Regions from separate parts of the Mus musculus genome. Here region 1 is linked to region 2. A link is a contact called in public Hi-C data. All regions are on one chromosome and are shown on one strand. The core of a region is the stretch at or near the end of the contact, and the rest is flanking DNA. Distances in the headings are between cores, read along the strand shown.

What was found. Hi-C and Micro-C count contacts between places; a contact is called where the count stands out from the background.
Region 1: a Hi-C map of cerebellum shows a contact between it and region 2, with 1.6 times the contacts expected there. The contact joins two enhancer-like sites. A contact is called at or near these places in 1 of 484 Hi-C or Micro-C datasets (cerebellum), 2 of 115 datasets of contacts at active chromatin or transcription factors (embryonic stem cells and large pre-B cells) and 1 of 9 other capture datasets (embryonic stem cells).

Annotation. Positions count from the first base shown.
Region 1 is chr13:63,998,564-64,005,080 of GRCm38.p6, forward strand. No RefSeq gene overlaps it. Among named protein-coding and RNA genes, the nearest start is that of Gm30999, 54 kb to the right of the region's middle. Within about 2 kb of position 5,163, at least 74 of the 459 cell types and tissues checked have an H3K27ac peak or open chromatin away from gene starts, as enhancers often do. A contact at or near this core is called in cerebellum and embryonic stem cells, where this site is marked.
Region 2 is chr13:63,526,991-63,533,537 of GRCm38.p6, forward strand. Ptch1 (patched 1) reads right to left here. Exons shown (of 24, transcript NM_008957.3): 14 at 6,274-6,547; 15 at 5,547-5,856; 16 at 157-299. Among named protein-coding and RNA genes, the nearest start is that of Ptch1, 35 kb to the right of the region's middle. Within about 2 kb of position 1,476, at least 157 of the 459 cell types and tissues checked have an H3K27ac peak or open chromatin away from gene starts, as enhancers often do. A contact at or near this core is called in cerebellum and embryonic stem cells, where this site is marked.

The DNA of each region.
Region 1 (6,517 bases), core at 3,913-6,412, 480 kb after region 2:
CTTTGTCTTTATTTCATTGCCAAGAGCCTGCAGTTCTTCCCAGAAACTGAATCTGATTGAAGAAATATTTATGAAATTAAAAGTTCGTCAGGAAAAGTGTAGAGCAGTTGTCTCCAGCTATGGAGAGCGTGGTGAAGGCCCCAGTGATTTAGAAAAATCTCAGGCCTCCCGGTTTGTTCACACTCCTCAGCTCTGTATTAAGCAAGCGATTATGGCAGAGAAGTGCTGTCCATAACCCCCAGGGAGGAGGTCTTTCTCTTTGCTCCTGTCCATCTGAAGATAAAGCCCCGCATAGGAGGCGCTCTGGAACTGCCTTATCTCGGAATTTTACAAAATGTTCTAACAGATTGAAACAGTGGCTAGTGTGAGTCCAAAAGCCGTCGGTGGCATTTTTAGCTCTAATGTTTGAGGTAATTTGTTCTTCATGAACACACAAAAACATTAGGAATAAATACGGCCAAATGTATTCCTCAGTTTTCTGCCACTATAACGTAGTATAGTGGGGCAGGGAGACAGAGAATCCAGATCACTGGCCATCAAATCTAGCCAGTCAGTGACTGTTTTATTTAGAGACCCTGTCTCAGAATACAAGTTGGGGCTATGAGAAAACACCCAACACAGACATGGCCTCTCTCATACACAGCTGTATGCATGCATATACACAAACAAAAAAGTAAAGCAAAATTTGTTAAAGTAACTAATACCAGGTAATCAGATTGTTTAGCAGGTAAAGGTGCTTGTAGCCAAGCCTGATTAACCCACTTGGCAAAAAGAGGATTTGATTTATTTATTTGTGTGTGTGTGTGTGTGTGTGTGTGTGTGTGCGGGGGGGGGGGGGCGTCCACATCAATCAGTGATCAAGAAAATGCCTCACAGGCTTATCGACAACTCTGACGAAGACAGTTCCTCAGCTGAGGTTTCTTCCCAGGGTGTGTCTTCCCCACTTTAATTAACCTGATCCGGGATCCCTTCACAGACATGCCAGGGATTTGTTTCTGAATCCCATTAGGCTGACTACTGTGTGTGTCATACAGCTGCACTATTACTCATGTTAGGACGCTCTCCTCTAACTTAACAACACATAGACTTAAAATGTTCTCCAAGTTTCACACGTTGATGGTTTAGGTGCCGGATGACAGGCTTTAGGAAGTGACTGGATCCCCAGAGTTGTGGTCTAATCAGTAGAGGAAACCCTTCATGATTGTATGATGTTTTATTGAGAAGAGGGTCTAGCTGGAGAAAGGGGTCGCTAGCAAGATGTCCTCAGCCCTTCCTGCCTGTCCCTCTTGCTCTTTTGCTTCCTGGCCTTCATGCGGCCAAGCAACTTAGAGCATCTTCCTCAAGAGCCTTCCACGAAACTGTGTGTGTGTGTGTGTGTGTGTGTGTGTGTGTGCATTCTTCCATTCTTCCTCTCAGATTTGTGGTGACTAAATGGCAAAACCATGTAGGCTTTAGTGAGCCATTTCTTCCTCAGCACATTGCAACTTCTCTTTTAATTCTTGATAGAAATCACGTAGGTGACTTTTCAAGCAAGACCTCATCTGGGTAAGCAAGATAAATGTGGGGGCATTTGATGCCTTTGGAGCTCACTGTATATTCTAGCTCTAACGTTTCAAGCATATCAAAGTCCTGCTCATAGTGAAGGTTACATGAGCTTGGCTACTCTACCATCACTAGACACCAAAGTGCTTTTCTTCCTCTGGGGGCTAAGCCTTATTTCCACAGCGTATCCAAGCTTGTGAAGCTAAATGACTTGGTTTATTTTTGTAGACGTTGACTTCTCCCCGAGTGCTGCCTCCTCCCTCCCTCACTTTGCCCATCTTCGTTTTTGCACTGGCAGATGCGTTTGTTACTCTTTTTGCTGGGACAAAACACCATGACCCAAAGCAACTTATGAAACAGCTTATTTTGGCTTACAGTTCCAGGAAGATAAGATGGGAGGCTCTGGCAACAAGGAGCAGAGAACTGAGCCGTTGTATCTTCAACTATAAACAAAGCAAAGGGAGAGAACCAGAGTAGGGCCAGGCTTAAAGCCTCAAAGCCCACCCCAGTGCTGTCTATCAAGCCTCCGCCTCCTAAAGGTTCTATAACTTCCCCAAGCACCATCACCAAGAGGGGATCAATGTGTTGATGGGGGGGGGGCATTCCTTATTCGAACCACCATAGCAGGCAAAGTTGTTCCCTCCAGCAGACATCTGAACAGGCTCTAGAAGTTTTGCAAGCACACACATTTGGGCTAATAACTATTAGAAAGAGCCCTGTTAGGGTACAGCCCAAGCAGGTGGCCCCTCTGGATGTGAGCTTCTGTCTGAAGTCACTACGGAAGGAATCAGTGCTGAAGGCCTGGAGTATATGTCCAGGACACGTGGCTCTCCTGTGCTTGCCATACATCCAGTGAGGACTCAGAAAGAAGGGGAGAAAGGTATAGACATTCCAGGTGGTAGTGAGTGCTATAATCTGGGAGGAGGGGGCACTGCCTTGCAATGACAGAGGTGGCCTCTCTCTGACATAGCGTTTAGGGGAAAGAGTTCCTTGAAGGCAGGAGGAGGGTCTCTGAAGCCAGTGGAACAGCTTGTCCTCCTACCATAGAGTTGAAGTGACACAGAGTAGCTCTTAGAAGAGACCACAGCATATTCAGAGGTAGGCACCCCAGAGTTCAGGGAGTCTGGTCAGAGAAAGCCTGAGGAACTTAGCCTCCTAGGTATTTGAGAAGTTACCTTCCTCTATTAATATGCAATTGCTATACCCTCAGTGTCCCTCCTGGGTACCTGAGGTAATTAACTTAATTACACAGAAAGGTTCATTTTGGCTCACAGTTTTGAGGGTTCCACCTCACAACTAGTTGTTTCCACAGCTTTGGGCCTGCTGAGGTGCCACATCAGTGAAGCATCTGTGGAAGAGCAAAGCCACACCCACCTCACAGCCAAAGAAGGATCCAGAGTTTCATTATCCTCCTCAAGGGCTTGTCCCCAATGACCTACCTCTCTCCTGCTAGGCCCCTTCTAAAATCTCTACCACCCTTCACTGGCACCATGCTAGGAGCCAAGCTTTTAACACCTGAGTCCCCGGGGGGAACTGAGCTGTAGCACTGAGGAATCACAGTTCCGATGCTGCTGAGTAGGGGTGCTCTTTCCTAACCCCAGCCCTGTCTTCACTGCCATGTTGTTGCAAGGATTTACTCAGCCCAAACAAGGACGGAAGGGTGTTCCCTGAGCCAGCTTTAACCATTCTCACTGTGACCCTGAAGTACAATCTGACCTTAGCTACTTGTTCTCCATGCTCTTAAGTACACCTGACCGTATCTTTGTATGGGGGAATCTCCTTCCTCTCCCTGTAGTCTCTGTTCCCAACGACTGGCCTAGCACTGAGCCACTCCAACACCATTCTTTCCCTGCCCCTCCATCCCTTGTCTGCAGAATAGTCAGGGACACCGCCTGCCCCCAGCAGACGTCCTTTGTCTTTTATTAAACAGAATACAGGGCAACTCGGTCTGAGATGGAAAATGACTATATTTATTCTTCTCCTCTGCAAGATGCCCACCCCGATGGTTCTGCGAATAGCTTCCTAATCCAAGAGAGACTCTGTCACAAGGACCAAATCTCACAATCCATGCGAAGCAATTATGGAAAAGACACACACACACACACACACACACGCACACACGCACACACACACACCCTGCTGGATTGTCCAGGAACCCATTCCCTCTTAGCACATACCAACTTCAACTGATACAACTTCAAAACACAGATTCTGGTTTTAATTACTTCGATTATGTGGAGTTAAGATGCCAACATTTTTTTACTTTTGATCTTTGTCTCGCTAGAACTCATCACAGCAGGAGAGACACTTACTCATCTATCAGTAGCAAAGACCCACTGCTGTTCAGCAACAGCCCTGAGGGGCTGCATGGGGCAGGGTAGAGAAAATGTTAGAAAAGAATGAGAGGACAAAGGCCAATCACTCGTGTTATCTCTCCCATGTCTGTCCTCTTCCTCTGTTCATCTATAAACAGTTATTGAGCACCCTGGACAGGCACCAGGCATCTAGGAAGACCCTGGTGCATAAAGCCCACAGACTCCCGCTCTCAAATGTGCACAGTCCAGCTACTCAGCATTGTGTGCAGAGACTCCAGAAAGACAGGTGACTCTGAGTACTCGAGCCTGTCCCAGAGCTGGTTTCTGACAGGATTTGGGTTTCTAACAAGGTTTCCTTTTGGAGCTAAAGCTGGAATAGTGAAGACTGAGATTCTTGGAAGATTTTGATCAATAGGTAGGCTGGAAGGGAAGCCGGTGAAAAGACCAGACAAGCTCCTCAACTTCCCTACTACAAAGGGGACAAGGGACAAAGCACCTAGGCAAAATCGGAGGGCAGTGGAGTCCTGAGGGGGTTTCCCCCTGTTTACTGGCATTTCTAAGAAGACCCTGGTTACAGCAGCTAGAGTGACACACTCAGCTGCCTCCAATCGCCAAGTGCTGACCACAACTGCTGGCTGCCTGGCACCATTTGGTCAGGGACCAGGAGGAGGAGGGTGAGCCACAGTGGGTGGCGTTGGTGGCTCCTTTCTGTTGGTGGGCCTTTTCTCTGCCTTAGGACCTGTCTTGTGGAAGGGAGGGCAGGGAGCCTTCACAGCCAGCAAGCCTCTGATCAGTTTATTTATTTAAACAGCAAACATCCTGCCTGCCATGGGGCCTCTCCGTGGAGTGAGGGCTGTTCCTGAATGGGACAGACGCTGTGTCTTCACAGAGACCACCCACATGGCTGGGAGGTTTATGCCTCCATGCAGGGGAAATGACAGCCTGTGTTTTCAAGCACCACAGCTGCCCAGGAATGTGTGTGTTGCCAGCCGCACCCAGACACACCAACAGGCAAAAGTTGCCTCCTCCTCGGGCTTTCTCCTGGGCTCTGCTTTCTTTTGTTTTGTCTTTAGAGTTTTTATTCCTCTCAGCTGCAACGGTAATAAAGAAAAGCATATCATAACACAAAAAAAAAGAAAAGAAAGAAAGGAAGAAAAGAAAAAGAAAAAGAAAAAGAAAAAAGAAAGAAAAGAAAAAGTTAAGCCTTCTCTCTCAGAAGGAAAAGAAAGACTTGAATAACCAGAAGGTCACTAGAAAAGCAAACAGGCAGGGACTGTTTGTGGAGGACCCAGATGGGCGTCCAAAAATCCTTTCCAAAGTGCAGACAGAGAACAGGGCTGAGGTGTCTGTGTGGGGCTCACCAGTCAGCAACTTATATCCTGATCCCAAACCCCACAGGTCACCCAGAAACACACAGGTGATTTGGGAAACCTCAGACCTCACTGAAATAAAGTCAAACAAGGCCCTCGTTAGCATCGGTGTTTGTTCAGCATGTCCTGTATCCATGTGTTTTCCTACCAGATGAGCAATGTCTTAAATCGGCAATTACTGACCAGATTTTTATCGTATTTGTGATTGCAAAGTTGAGGGAGATTGAGCATTTAGTTGTTTTCCATTTGTTTGGGTTTTTCCTGTGTCCCCTTGGCCACGTGCACACTCCGGGAGCCATTAATCCTTTGCTTCTAAGCAGCATGGCTAACCATATGGTCAGCTGTGTCTTCAAAAGTAGTGTTGGTTTTGGACTTGGGAGTTACAACCCACACCCCAAGTCTGACCAGTCATTCTTAGTAAGCCATACTTTTCAAAAAAGCCAAATTTAAAAAAGCAAAGCAGAGAACAGAGATTTATTCAGCAAAGGGACAAAGATCCAGCAAACCCATAAAGTACATATTTGGGATCCAGAAGTGAGATCAACATATAAATAAAGAGCCAAGGATGTGCACATCTCAGCAGTCCAGTCAATGTGAGGTCTGACTCACCACTGACCCACCAGTGTCTGATATGTGGTCTGACAAGTTGTGAGAACTCTTTCTGGGAGTCAAGCTCACCCTTCAGCTAGTGCCTTTTCCTTCTCCCTACATGAGAGCCGGGAGAAATTCCCACCTCTGTGGGATACATCGTCTCAATTATCTGATGGTCAGATTGAAAGACAAAAGTCTCTTTAGAATATCTTCATTTTTGCCAGGCTGATTTCAATGTCAGACCAATATCCAAATTCCTCCAATAATTTCCCAAATATGATGGTCATATGTAATACACAGATTGAGAGAAATTTGTCTTAAAGACAATTTTTCATTCTCTGAGGGTTAATTGTGTTTTGTTAACAAATTTTATGTTAGAACAGTTTTAAGTTTATGACATAAAGGAATTTAGCATAGAGTCCCCACATATCCTTGCCTTAACACATGCAATTCCCCACCACCCGCCTCCTACCCAATGTTGGGCATTTGTTACCATTAAGACCCCACAGCAGTATGCTATCATTACCTCTCATGAGAGCACACAGCAGTATGCTATCTTTACCCCGTATCACCAGCTCAACAAGGATCACTCAGGACGTTGTGCATTGTGTGGGTTCTGATGAAGTACAAGACCCTGTATTCACATTGTATTTCTCATAGAGCAGTCACATTGCTCTGGAACCCCCCAGTCATCCACCA
Region 2 (6,547 bases), core at 226-2,725:
TGGCTAGCTCAGAGCCAGTTCAAGCTTCTTCCTACCATCTCCTATCACTTCAGGTTCTCATGGGACACAAGGTGGGATTATACACTGCCAGCCCTATTCCATGGGTCAGCTGCCTAGATGTAATAACTGCTCAGTGTCCTGAAACATCGGGAATACCTGACTAATGTCGATGGGCTTGTCTCGGCTGCCAGTCTGCACCAGGAGTTTGTAAGCGAGGACCCCGTCATCTGATCCATTTTTATAATTGTTTGGCATGATCCTCCCAGTTTCCCAGTCACTGTCAAATGCATCCTGAAGTCCTAGAAACAGAAACATGTGCAACACATTAAAACCTGGCCTGAGAGCTTTGGTCCAGAGGGATTAGGCTGAGGACAGGAGGCAGGGTAGGCGACTTGTCTGCAGTTTTCTCTCACTTAAGGAAGGACTCCTGATCTGCTAGTGAATGAACTGTGGTGCTAATCAAAAGATGCTCAGAGGGAAGAATAAAACACACACACTTTACTTAAACTAAGGAACGAAAGCCCAGGAACAAGACAGATGGCTTAGAGCTGCTGTTCTTCCAGTGGATCCAAGTTCAGACCCCAGAATCCACTCTGGAGGGCACACAACTGCCTGCAACTCCAACTCTAGAGATAACTGTCTCTTTTGGCCTCTACACGCACATCACACACACACACACACACACACACACACACACACACACACATCTTTTAAAGAAAACAAGCAAAAAGAAGAAAAGGAGAGGAGGGCACGGCAGTTCATGACTTTAATTGCAAAACGGAGGAAGCAGAGGCAGGCAGATCTGTGAGTTCCAGGACAGCCATGGCTGTATAGAGAAACCCTGTCTTCTCCAAAAGAAAGGAAGGAAGGAAGGAAGGAAGGAAGGAAGGAAGGAAGGAAGACTGAATGAGAGAGTGGGAAAGGGAGGGAGAGAGCAGGTCTCATTATGTATCTCTGCTTGGCTTGCACCTTGACTTCACTATGTAGATCAGGCTAGCTTGGAACTAACAAATCCACCTGCCTCCCAAGTGCCAGGTTGGCCTCCCCCCACCCTTCTTCCTGACTAATTGTAGCAAGAGAAAGCAAGGGGAAAAGACACAGACCATATCCATTAACCATTTCACGCCACACAGGGAGATAGGTCAGGAGTTCCTCACCAAGACCAGAAAATCCACCCCAAGCAGAAAAAAAAAATCACATTCAAGCTCCCAACTTGGCTGCCCCTGGAGCCAGGGTGAGGGAACACAGCTCTGTCAATCTGATCCATCTGTTTGACTTGTGCAGCTAATACAAGCTGTGGGACCTGCTGCCAGGCCATGTAAAGATCACAGCCAGCACCTATTCACTCTCCCCCTGTTCTCTTCCTCCCTGCCACCCTTCCTTCTGAGTGGAGGGCTGTGTGGAGGAGAGGGAGCACAAGGAAATACCTCACAGGGGAAATTTGGATCAGTTTGAGAACAGGAAGCCACAGGCCGACACAGGGAGGCTCTGTGGGGCTCTGTGAGAACAGATGACAAACCGCAAGCCCTGGGCGGGAAAGAGTGAGCCTTCTGGGCTTGGGGGATGGGCGAGCCCACCAGCTCACCACACACAGCTGGGCTTGGCCGCTGTAATCAAAACCATCATTATAGACCTGACAGTTTGGCTACAGCTGTAAAGAGGTAAGCATGCTGGAAGAGAAGACAGGGCCCTGGTGACCCAGACTTGGAGCTGAGCACTGCCTGGGGGGTGCTCTCCCCAATACCCCCACCAGCCTCACTGCACACCAGACACCTCCCAAGTAGACCCCCCAAGTCCCAGCTGCTCAAGATACCCCCTGCAGCAGACACATCTACTCAGATACATTTTATTCCATTTCAGGACTTGCCTAAGGGCACTTCAGAAACTAAAACAAACTAAATAACAACAACAACAACAAAAACACACGGTCTGTGAATGCTTAGCACAGTGAGGTGTTTGGGAATAGAGAGAGGGGAGAGTTGGAGCAGCCTTTTTAACAAAAGCCTCCCTCCAGCATTGTTATGCAGTGGGCTTTGTTTTTAGGAAGTAGGCTGGGTCACCTACAGGCCCTGGGTAGAGGGACCACCGGGGTGGCAATCTCTCCCACAGCTTTTCACAGGTTTGCACAGAGAGGCAGCACTACTCTACACAGATGTTATTTTAAGACCCAAAGCTCTTCCCCACTCCCACTCTGGAAAAATAAAATAAACAGAGAAAGACAACTGGTCCCCCAACCCCCTACAAGAATCCTGGTCTGTTTTCCAAGCAAGGAGAGAGGAGAGCTTTTATTACTTCAGACTTATGTGGGCCTCTTGGCTCCAGGTAGTCAGCCTTCAGCTGCTTACCTCCTGAGAGAACCAATCATGATTCCCATTTTACAGATGAGAGGACTGAGCCTGGTGACAAGTCACAGCTAAGCTTTGAGCCCAGGCAGCCTAAGGCCAGCCATACTCCACATGTATTACTTAGAGTGGGTTTTCACAGGTACAGTGTGCTGTTAGAAGTAATTGCAAAATACATGGAAAATACCAGAAGCTTAGCAGCATCTGCTGTCAAAGCAGGTAACTGAGAGTATATTTGCAAAGGTATAGTCACAGAGACTTCTGCAATACCTAGGGATCTGTGCATGTGCCCTGCCACCAACTTAGAATGAATTTCCTACAATGCTAGCCCTAATGTGCTCTCCAGCTATGGTCACCAACAGTAAAGTTCTTTCAGGGCCCCTTTAGTATTTTCTGACTGACCACTGAAAATCTGAACTTCCACAGGCTGTACACCAAACACTTGCCCCTTGGCTGACATTTACATTCCAACAGTTTACTGCAAACCCTTACATTTCAGCTGCAGTTCTTTAACTAGAAACACTTTACACGGAAAATTATTTTGAGTCTAGGCTAAAGGAAATTACCCAAGTATATAAGCTCCTAGAAATGAAATGATAATGTATTTTGTTCATGTAAGTCAGTGTGAATAAAAAATGAACACCCCCTGTACATGAAGCAATTAGATTTCATCTCCAACTTTACCACAGATGTCCTGAGAGATCGAGATATTATTTCTCAAAGGGAGAGTGCTTTCCTGGGTTCTAACCCAGGGCTGACTTTCAAAATGGCCTGTATTAGCCATTAAGTATGTTTTAGGACTGAGAAAAAAACAAAGTAACTATTGGAGTGTTGACAGACACCAGTGAGCTGGCAAAGTTTAACGGACTTCAAAAGCATAAACAAGAATTTGGAAGAAATGTTCAAAGACCCAAGTAACCAACCACTCAGGAGGTCTAAATAATGCCTCTGCAAGCTAGAGCCCTGGTGTCTGTGACCAGTGCTCTGTAGGATCCAGAAGGCATTACAGCCCCAGGGCTGCATGGTATCCTGCCATCTTAGCACGCATGGGCACAAATGTCTGGGGCTGGGTGTTGTTTGCTTAGCAGCCACAATGTGGTTCAAATATACCGATATCTATACATCTGAATGATTTGGGTCTTCCGTGTGCTTGCCCTTCTCAACCTTGGCCTACCTCACCAAAGGGAAGACACTGGAGAGAGCATTCTACAACACCCTCCTCCACTCAGCACAGCAGACTTCTTTGTCATTGGTGGCAAGTTATTTGCATGTCTTTGGTGAAAGTTGGGATGGGGAGGGGACTGTGGAAAAGCAGAGACTCTCTCAACAGTTTGGCTCTTTGTTAATTCACTACTTAAAAAACAATGCCTTGTGAAACAGAGTAAGAAACTAAAAAGTCAAGGGAATTCAAGTTACTCTCCAGGGTAAAGTTATGCTTTCTCCACCATCTCCCAAAGTCGGACATGGCGCACAGGTATGGGCAAATTCTAGTCACTGCTCAACACCAATTCCTGTCAAATCAAGTTGTTTATCGCCTAATGCAAACTCAAAGGGAAAGTGGCTGTCTTAAGACAAAAAGAGGGGCACTTAAATATGTGTTTAAACAAGCCTAATTAAGTGGGAAATTAAGACAGCCACTGGGATAATCTAAGCCAACAAATACTGGAGTCAGAATTATTTGGGTACTCCAGTAAGAGTAATTTTGCTTGAATTGTGTGGATAATCGTCCTGATTGTCTACTGTTATTTGCGCATGTCAACATGAACAGATGTTTTGGGAACCACTGAACGCCATTCGTATTCAGTCAGCGTGTAGTTACAAGCAAATTCGGACCATCTTATAGCGTTCCCCTGCCAACTAATATTTCCTAGAGATGTGTCTAGGATGGTGCTTGTCACCAAACCGGAGGAGTTTGATCTGCAGGACCAACATGGTGGAAAGAGGACAGTTAGTTGTCTTTGGGTCCATCTCAATATGGATACTATGGTGCACACACACCCTCACACACAAATGGACAGATAAAATGGAGAAGGGGGAGGGGGTAGGATTTGCCTTTTTGTGAAATACGAGGATGTAGCAAAGTATTTTTAAGTTCATCGCCAGATGGAAGGATGGCCTGTCCATATAAGGCTCTTTGGAAGTCAATGATGTCTATGGTCAGTTGGAAGGGTAAAGCACACAGACCACTTTAGTGTTGGATGTTGACACACGGGGAGGTGGCTTGGGGAGAGCAAACCTTCTCTATACCTTCCACTCAAATTTGCTCTGGGCCCAAAGTATATGGGTGAACTTTGAAAAGACAGTCAAAATACACAACAGCTGACCCAAAATCCACGGCTACAGTAGGCTGTAATTTAGCAGACAGCTCAGAGATCCCACCAAATACTCTAATTTTCACTTGGCCACCAAACCAGCTGCCATCCAGAAGAAAAGAGCAACAGAAGCATCCAGGCTCCCTGGTTCGAACTGCCTTTCCCTACTGTATGTTCCTAAATGAGTTAACAGGCTCTTGCTCAGATAGTTACAAAAAGCCAGAGCTGGGAGGTTGCCAGAGAAGTGGGCTTCATATAAAACAAGACTGGAGAGGCTCTCAGTGCTTCCTGCTCTTGCAGAGAATCTGGGTTTGGTTCTCAGTACCCACAACTCCAGTTCCAAGGAATCCAATATTTTTTCTGAACTCAGGCATCAGGCACATAAGTGATACAGATACAATACATATATGCAGGCAAAACACACACACACACTCTACATCTTAAAAAACTGGCTCGATGTGGTAGTGCTCACCTTTAATCCCAGCACTCAAGAGGCAGAGGCAGAGGCAGAGGCAGAGGCAGAGGCAGAGGCAGAGGCAGAGGCAGAGGCAGAGGCAGAGGCAGAGGCAGAGGCAGAGGCAGAGGCAGAGGCAGGAGGATCTCTGAGAGTCCAAGGCCAACCTGGTCTACAGAGTTGAGTTCCAGGACAGCCAGGGCTACACAGAGAAATCCTGTCTCAAAGAGAAACAAAGAGAGACAGAGACAGAGACAGAGACAGACAGACAGACAGACAGAGAGAGAGAGAGAGAGAGAGAGAGAGAGAGAGCAATAAGAAACTCATGCTGTTCCATTATGACAGAACACCTTCGCAGGGTGCTCAGAAAGGGAATCATGAGTAAGACCCAAGAATGACAGAAATGTGCAAGGCAATGGCCGCCTGCCACAGTTCTACCTTGAAGCCAGTCTCTAAAGTAGTGCAGCCACATTTGGGGAAGTTGCTTGTTCTCCTCCAGCATGACATACTTCACATTGCTGAAACTCTTATGAAGGTCGTAAAGTAGGTGCTGGATATTCGGGTAGTCTGCTTTCTGGGTGACTATATACATGTTGTAGAAAGAGAAGTACTTGAACTGGGCAGCTATGAAGTCATATTCTCTGGTTTCCCGGGGAACAATGTCCGTGAGGTCCAGCCCGTCTCTCACTCGGGTGGTCCCATAAAGGCTGACCCCCAGCAAGCCCAGGAAAAGAAGGATTACCACAACCTGTAACAGACAAAGGAGAGCACTGGATGAGACCCAGAAGAACATTCCTGATTTCTCCTAGACCGGTACCGACCGATGTCTTTACTTCCTTCTACATATCAGCCCAGGCTGAGCACGGCATATTAGGGAGTCAGTCTTTCAGCAGGAAAAACATAAAGCCACACTAAATCTTCTTTTTAGATAATCGCATGAAGAAGAAAAATGCTTACAAAGTAAGGAGCTTCTCTATATTCATATTAATATCTGCTCCATGGAACCTTTCCCTGTAGGAACCTGCTCATTAAAGTGGTCCTGAGCTTTGCAGTCTGACTCTGGTGGACCTGCCCTGTAGCACACATGCACATGGTGATGGATCCAAAAGATGCCAATCATTCACATATATTTCACGGCAGGAAGCCACACACAGTGGAGAGTTACCTTGGCTTTGGGTTTCAGGAGGAAAGGAGCATAGTGCTTCTCTGCAAACGAAGAGAGTGTCCACTTGGTGCAGGGGGGCTCGAGGCAGTGGAGGCTGGAGTCTGAGAACTGGGAGAGCAGGTCCCTGGTAGAGCTGGTGCTCTCGGGACTCTGACAGCTGAGGTTGTCCTGGGTGACGGTAACAGGCTGTACAGAGATCTCAGAGCGTGGCTCGGCGGTGGTGTAGTACACGTGCGTGTGAGGGTCATACTCTGTGCGGAGCTGAACGGTGGAC